Regions from separate parts of the Mus musculus genome. Here region 2 is linked to region 1. Evidence: chromatin contacts called from public HiChIP or PLAC-seq data. All regions are on one chromosome and are shown on one strand. Each heading gives the region's core, a stretch centred on a gene start, on an enhancer-like site or on the middle of the called end of the contact. The rest is flanking DNA. Distances are from core to core; before and after follow the strand shown. Region 1 has its middle 15 kb from the start of BC005537. Region 2 holds the start of Acot13 (acyl-CoA thioesterase 13).

Evidence for each region. HiChIP or PLAC-seq counts read pairs in DNA pulled down with a chosen protein or histone mark.
Region 2: an H3K4me3 HiChIP or PLAC-seq map of the 230-238 cell line shows a contact between it and region 1, with 47 read pairs. The contact joins the promoter of Acot13 here to the enhancer-like site in region 1. A contact is called at or near these places in 1 of 39 promoter capture datasets (liver), 6 of 484 Hi-C or Micro-C datasets (conventional dendritic cells, double positive thymocytes, germinal center B cells and 3 more), 14 of 115 datasets of contacts at active chromatin or transcription factors (the 230-238 cell line, CD8 T cells, the HPC-7 cell line and 8 more) and 3 of 9 other capture datasets (adipose tissue, liver and pancreatic islet).

The regions. Positions count from the first base shown.
Region 1 is chr13:24,784,458-24,787,960 of GRCm38.p6, reverse strand. No RefSeq gene overlaps it. Among named protein-coding and RNA genes, the nearest start is that of BC005537, 15 kb to the left of the region's middle. Within about 2 kb of position 1,635, at least 121 of the 459 cell types and tissues checked have an H3K27ac peak or open chromatin away from gene starts, as enhancers often do. A contact at or near this core is called in the 230-238 cell line, CD8 T cells, the HPC-7 cell line and 4 more, where this site is marked.
Region 2 is chr13:24,829,811-24,833,313 of GRCm38.p6, reverse strand. Acot13 (acyl-CoA thioesterase 13) reads left to right here and starts at 1,825. Exons shown (of 3, transcript NM_025790.2): 1 at 1,825-2,088. The coding sequence starts at 2,008. Tdp2 (tyrosyl-DNA phosphodiesterase 2) reads right to left here and starts at 1,655. Exons shown (of 7, transcript NM_019551.2): 1 at 1,385-1,655; 2 at 1,219-1,304. The coding sequence starts at 1,582.

The sequences.
Region 1 (3,503 bases), core at 386-2,885:
AGGGGGATGCAGCTTGGTTTTGTTTGTTTGTTTCTTTCTTCCTGGCAACCTCCGTGTGTGTGTGTGTGTGTGTGTGTGTGTGTGTGTGTGTGTGTGTGTGTGTGTGTGGCATAGCAGGACATCACCTGGTGAGGATTAGGGAACTCCCAAGAACAGAACATTTTTTTCTTTCTGCATTTACTTGCCTAGGATTTTATTCCATACTTCATTTCACACTTATTTCTGAAAATAATTTTGTCATATGGTGTGTGTGCGTATTCCTGCTAAAAATAATCCACCCTGTGTAGTGTAGATGATACACGCCTAGGAACACATCTTCTGCATGCCCGGGAAACCTTCTTCTGGCTTCCCATGTGCAGCCCATGCTTTCCTCGTAGGCTGTCTTTCCCTGGTCCCTCAACCTTTCCCATCTACGGGCTCTTTTCTAGCACCATTTAAACACTCACACCTTTTCCCTCTTGGTTTGCCAGACTTTATTTTTCAGTGCTGGGACTGAACCCACAGAGTTAGTTTTCTGACTCCACAGAAGCGCATGCTACTCCTTTCCTGACCTACTGCGTGAGACCTATCAGACCACTAAATCTCCCTTAGTCGATCTGACAGCAGGTTCTTATTGATAAAGGAATAGATATATTTATATGTACTTCTTTTATTTTTGCAGGGGATTGGAAGCAGGGCTTTGTGCATGCTAGGTGAACATTTTCCCACTAAGTTATATCCCTGGCTCTCATTTTAGTTTTGTAGACAGTCTCACTAAGTTGCCCAGGTTGGCCTTGAACTCATGCTTTAGCCCAGGTGTGCAGTGAACTTTCAGTCCTCCTGCCTGAGCCTCCCAGGTCGATGAATTAAAAGCCTGCACCAACAGGTCATGCCATATTGCTTAATTTTTTATCATTAACCAACACTTAGATCCTAAGATGCTTGCTTTCAGCTCAGCATAGTGGCACACACCTTTGATTCTAGCACTCTGTAGGCAGAGGCAGGCAGATCTCTGAGAGTTCAAGGCTAGCCTGGTATACACAGTAAGATCCAGGACAGCCAGAACTACATAGTGAGACCCTGTCTCAGAAAACAAAACAAAACATGCTTCCTTTCAAGATGCCAGTGCTGTCCTGCTGTCCTGCTGTCCTGCTGTCCTGCTGTCCTGGTTTGATTGTTTTACAGCCCTTCCTGTCAATGATCTTCACAAGTAGGTCCTGGGTCTTCTGTCAAATCTCCCTAAATTATCCATCTTTGCAGCAAGGACAGCAAGACTCCAAATGTAGAGGGATTTGTTCAAGCTTGCATTGGGTGATACCACCTATCAGACTAAGGCACAAACTAGCCTTATTCTGTGTAATATCTAAATCGGTCTATTTCATGCTTGTTGTGTGGGGCACTGGGGATACCGGGCATTAAGATGCTATCTTGCCTCCTCCTCTGCCTCTTGCAATCTGTTTACCCTTTCCTGCCCCTTGCCTGCCCAGCTCCATCACACATCAATGATTTGTTGATGGCTCACTGCATCTAGAAGAGTTTTCTTGATCCTAGGCCTGTGTAGGCTCCTCCTCCTCCTGAATTCTCTGCTGTGCCTTGTGACAGTTCATTTTCATGGTCGACTTCACCGGATTTAGATTCACCTCAGTGACTCATCCTAGGGTGGGTGGGGGAAGGTGCTCGCTGAGCGGTTGGCTGAGAGGACACCACTTACCCTGGGTGACACCTTCCTTGGCGGGAGTCCTAGACTGAATGAAACAGGACAAAGGAACAAGTGAGCTCGGAAGCAGCATTCATCTGTCGTCTGTGGATGAAATGCACCCGCTTTCCTCACAGGCTGTCGCCACATGCAGACTGTGCTCTCCTCTGCCCTCCCCACGTGCTCTCCTCTGCCCTCCCCACCTCCCTAAGTCCCCTTCGTCAGGTGTTTTGCCACAGCAGTGAGAGAAGTAACTCCCACATCCTCTTCCTATTTTCTTTCATTTCTCACATCTTCTGGCGACCCCTCACTTCTCCTCTTCCCATGAGGCCTTTCTTTCTAAGTCTCGAGGTTGGCTCTCTAGTTTAGTCAAAAAGTAGAACCACCACTGTCTCCATTGCATTTCTGTTGCTGTGTTAAAAACCCAGACCCCCCCCCAAAAAAAATCGACTTAGGGGAAGAAGAGTTTATTTAGCTCCCAATTTCAGGTTACACCCCAATTGTAGCAGAGATGTGAAGGCGGAAACTTGAGGCAGCTAGTCCCATGACATCCACAGTCAAGAGCAGAGGGAAATAAATGCATGCTTCCTGTTCATTTATTTGTTCTTATACAACCCGGCACCCAAAAGCAGGGATGTGACACCCACTTTTGGGTCCAGTCTTACAGCAGTTAAAAGCAAGCAATCGAGACAATCACTCACAGACATGCCCACAGGCCATCCTGATCTTCACAATTCCTCCTGGGAACCCTCTTCCCAAGCGATTCTGAGTTGTGTAAAGTAGACAGTTAAAGTTGGCCATCACAGCCGGGGTAACAGGAGTCAAAGTAAACCTTCCATTTCCTCAGGGTGTGGTCCTTAGTGTGCCCATGGAGGCCAGCAGAACCATGGGCGTGGTCCTTAGTGTGCCCATGGAGGCCAGCAGAACCATCTTCAAAACTCATAGTCCCAACACCTGGCATGAGGGTTTTACTAAGAATTTGTTTGCTTTATGAATAAGGAGAAAAATGAGACACTTCACATTAAATATTTGAATTGATACTTGAGAAGTGTTATCTTCTCAAGCAAAGAAAAAAAAATTACTACAGGAGCCTTATTCTGTGTGGAGGTAGACGAGAAGCCTACTGTCTACCCCATCCAATCTGCTCATTCTGTTTGCTTTAATACAGTCCATGTTTAGGGAGACAGACTAAAATCCAGTCATCTTTGTTATTGAACTTCTAAGGGACAAGCTGGTTGTGGTGATGCGTGTCTGAATTCCTGACACCTGGGAGGCAGGAGCAGGAGGATGCAGAGGTGAAAGCCAACATGGGCCGCAGAAGGAACTCAAGGCCAGCCTGAACTTGTGAGGCACTGCCTCAAACAATAGTTTGAAAGAATACTGTCTAGCTATGAACTAAAGTTAAGTTTGGTCAACAGATGAGATAAACTCAATGCAGAAGGTTAAATGGATGAGTCTCTCAAATCCTGCTTTTAATTTAGACAGAGTCTTTCAAAGATCTGCTTTTAATTTAGACAGCATTGTTACCTAGTGAGAAGGGGGGATTATTGTGATAGAGAGAGGTCACTAAATTATTGTGAATAAGTTTGTAAAGATTTTATTTATCTATATATTGATTTTTTACAGACAAGGTAGTGCACGCCTTTAATCCCAGTGCTCAGGATGTAATGTAGGCAGTTATATGTTAGTTTCAGGCCAGTCTGCTCTACATAGCAAGTCAGTTAGGTATACCTAATGAGGCCAGTCTCAAGACAACAGAAAAGAAAGGCTAGAAAAAAGCCCACGTCTATATGTGTTCATGTCTGTGCATGTGTGAGTGCAGGTAAAC
Region 2 (3,503 bases), core at 576-3,075, 45 kb before region 1:
GCCCGTCTCTTCTGACACAGACAACTCCCATGTAAGACACTCTGGAAAGAACAGTGGCCAATTCGTGTACAAGGCCCAGTACGGCACCTTAGTTTTATTCTGCAAACTGTAGAACAACAACAATGAAAATCGGAGGCAGGGCATTGAGACAACAGGAACAGCATACACTAAAAACAAATATTAAACCTGGCTGGTATGGTTTTTAGTTCCCACAGGCTGAGGCAAGATTGCTAGGAGCTCAATGCCGGCCTGAACTACACACAAACTTGTGCCAAACTAATCAAACTTGAAACAAACCTGTCTCAAAAGAAAAACTATCGTTCTTTGGCAAGAGGAGAGCAGATAAACTATGCAGAAACAAGGAGACTTACAGGTTACCATTCTTCAGGAGAAAATCTCTACCTCTGTTTTTTTTCTAATCTTCAGTTTACATATCACCAATATTTCAGGTCAGTAAGTGTATTTCAGTAGCCAGGGTTTCACAAACCTTTAATCCCAGTACTGGGCCAATGGAAGGCAAGCCTTGACCACAAAGGAGTTCCAAGTCAGCCTGGACATATATGGCTCAAATAAAAAGTTCGGGTAGGGAGTGCTGGAATCAGATGCAATGCTAGCAAAAGGGAGGCTGGAAGAGAGCTGGAGGTCAGGATTATTGCAAGCCTCTGTCTCGAAAAAGAACAAATAACGGTAACATTAAACAAAAATTCCATCCCAGTGTGGTGGTGGGCACTCTAAATCCAGCCCATTCGATTCTGAGGCAGGTAGATCTGTGTTTGAGGCCAACCTAGTCTACACACCAAGCTCAGGCCAGCCAGGGATAAAGGGTGAGGTTCTGCCTCAAAATACATAAAATAATCTTCAGGTTTAAGAAATAAGATAAAATAAAATAAAATAAATCACGTTGGAAGCCAGTTCTAGTATGTGCCTTCAACGTGCCAGCACTGAGAGGGCAGAAGCAAGCTGATCTGAGTTCGAGGCCAGCTTGGTTCAAATAACGACGAGTTCCAGGCCAGCCAAGCGCTACACAGTGAGACTCGTCCCAAAACAACAAAGACAAGTCCCGCTGGGAAGTGACCCTGCATCCTCGGAAGCATTCCCTGAGATTTCCAGCTCTGGGGCGCCGGCCGCCCTTTTCCAGGTCCCGGTCCTCGGACGCCCAAGCCCAGCAGGCGGTCCCTCCCCGCCCTCGGCGAGCAGCCCGCGACCCCCGTCGCTTACTAGGCCTCGGACTTGAAGGACGTGGGAGGCTGGCGCGGCCACCCTTGGTCGTTCTCTGGCAGCTCGAAGTAGGCGCTCAGGGCTTTCTGAAAAGCAAAGGCACAAGGCTGCAGGGCGCGCCCCGCCTCCCGGGGGAGAGCGGCGGAAGCGAGAGACGCGAACTGACCTGCGTCTGCCAGTCGTTCTCCCGCAGGACGCTGGGGACCATCGTGGGGTCGCATCCCCCCACCAACGCAAAGCCCAGGCACTGAAGCCGCCGCCTCTTCACCCGGTCCTCCTCCGCCTGTGCTGCTTCGGGCGCCGACGCCGCCCGCCCTGCCGGCCCTGCGGGCTCCGCCGCATCGGAACTGCTGCCAGACGCCATCGCCGCAGGGTCCCCTCAAAACACCCGCTCTTCACGCTGCTTCCCGCGCGACTGATCGCGAACGCCGGAACCTGCGCAGGCGCGCAGCGTGCAAGCGCGTCCGCGTCAACCTTCCGGCAAGAAGACCGCCCTCTCTGGTCCCCGTCCGCGGCCAGCGAGGCGCAGATGGGGAGGGGGAGGGGGAGGGGAGGGGAAGGAGGGGCCGAGGAGGCCTGAAGGTTGCGCGTGCGCGCTGGGGCGCTAAAGAGTGAAGGTAACCCGTGATCATCTAGGACCAGGGCGACCGGGGCGCGCGATCCTTTCTCCCGAGCACGACGCGACAGCGGCCGGGCTTGCAGACTTGACCTTCCACACCCTTGTCCTCTCACAAACGTCTCTTCCAGAGTTCATTCTCGCAGAGCCCAGACTCTTGCTTTGCGTCCACGATGAGCAGCATGACCCAGAACCTACGAGAAGTAATGAAGGTTATGTTCAAAGTTCCCGGTTTTGATAGAGTTTTGGAAAAGGTATATTTATTGTAGGCGAAGTATCTGGTGAAGGGGACGAACCTAGTAAAACACCTTAGTGGCCTCGCAAACGCAGGGGAAGTGCGTGGCGTGGATTCTCATCGAAACGTAAATAAGCATGTTTGGTTTTTTGTTTTTTGTTTTTTTTTTAACCAGCAAACTGTTGGAGTGTGTGGAGAAAAAATGTCAGCGTACCATTTAAGGGACGCTGGAGCCTGCAGGGCTAGTATATAGGAATTGTTTCTTAAGAGTCAAGGAGGTTTGAGGTACGGAAGTGAATGCGAGAACCACCTGTACGTGTGTTGTATTTCTTGCTTTTGAGACTAGGTCTTTGTAACTAGGTCTATGTAACTATGTAACGTTTGTTGGCTGAGAACCCTTGTAGTCCAGGCTGGCCTGGGAGTCTACAGAGTTAACCAGGACCAGTGCCTGCACCCTGCCATTCCACATGAACTAACGTAGACTACTGTTTTCCAGACTTTATAGACATTGTGTTCTATAGGAAGCAATCCTTAATAAATATCCGTAGCAGAAGTCCAGTGCGTGGTATTGTCAGAGTAGAAAGACACTTAACCTTAGAACTTGCTGCAGACTTTTTAATAAATGTTTTAATGCACGCATGTCTATTTTTCTGATTAAGAAAAAATACTTGGAAATTTAAAAAGAATTTGGGCATGAAATATAAATTTTGGTCAACAACAGGCATTTGAAATCTTTTTCCTGAACACGCCCCCTCTTAGAATTTTTTAACTATGTTCATAAAGTGTCAAAAAAATAGGAAATAACCCTTAGGTAAATATATTTAATGTTTTCCAATAGGAAATATTTCAAAACTAAGGACAGCATTTGACAGTGACTTTTAGAAAGATAATATTACCTAAAAAGAATTTTAATGATTTAAGAGGAAATTTTAATTCTTTAAAAACAACCAAAAACAACTTTATGAGGACTGGGATGTAGTTAATCCAAGCTTGCAGGTGGGAGCCCGTCATTGACAGGGTTGCAGGTGGGCACCTGTCGTTGACAGGGTTCCATAGCCACTTCTCCGTAAGCTTTCCTCACCCTCCTGGGTATTAGAATATTTTGTAACGTATTTATTTGGTTTTATTTATTTATTTATTTTCTATTATTTATTTAAGTTCTATCCAGAACTTGACATGTAGACCAGGTCATCCTGGATCTCACAGAGATTGATCAGCCTCTGCTACTTGAGTATTGGGATGAATAGTATGTGCCACAGCATCTGACTGTTTTTTTGTGAGGTAATTTTGACATTGGTTTGATTGCCTTTGAGTAACTAATTAAAATTCTCATACCTACGTTCAGCTTGGTACCTGCCTGTAATTCCAGGCTAAGGGAGGCTGATGCAGGCTAGCTTGTAAGCTAGTTACATAAACAAATCCCTCAAAAAAAAA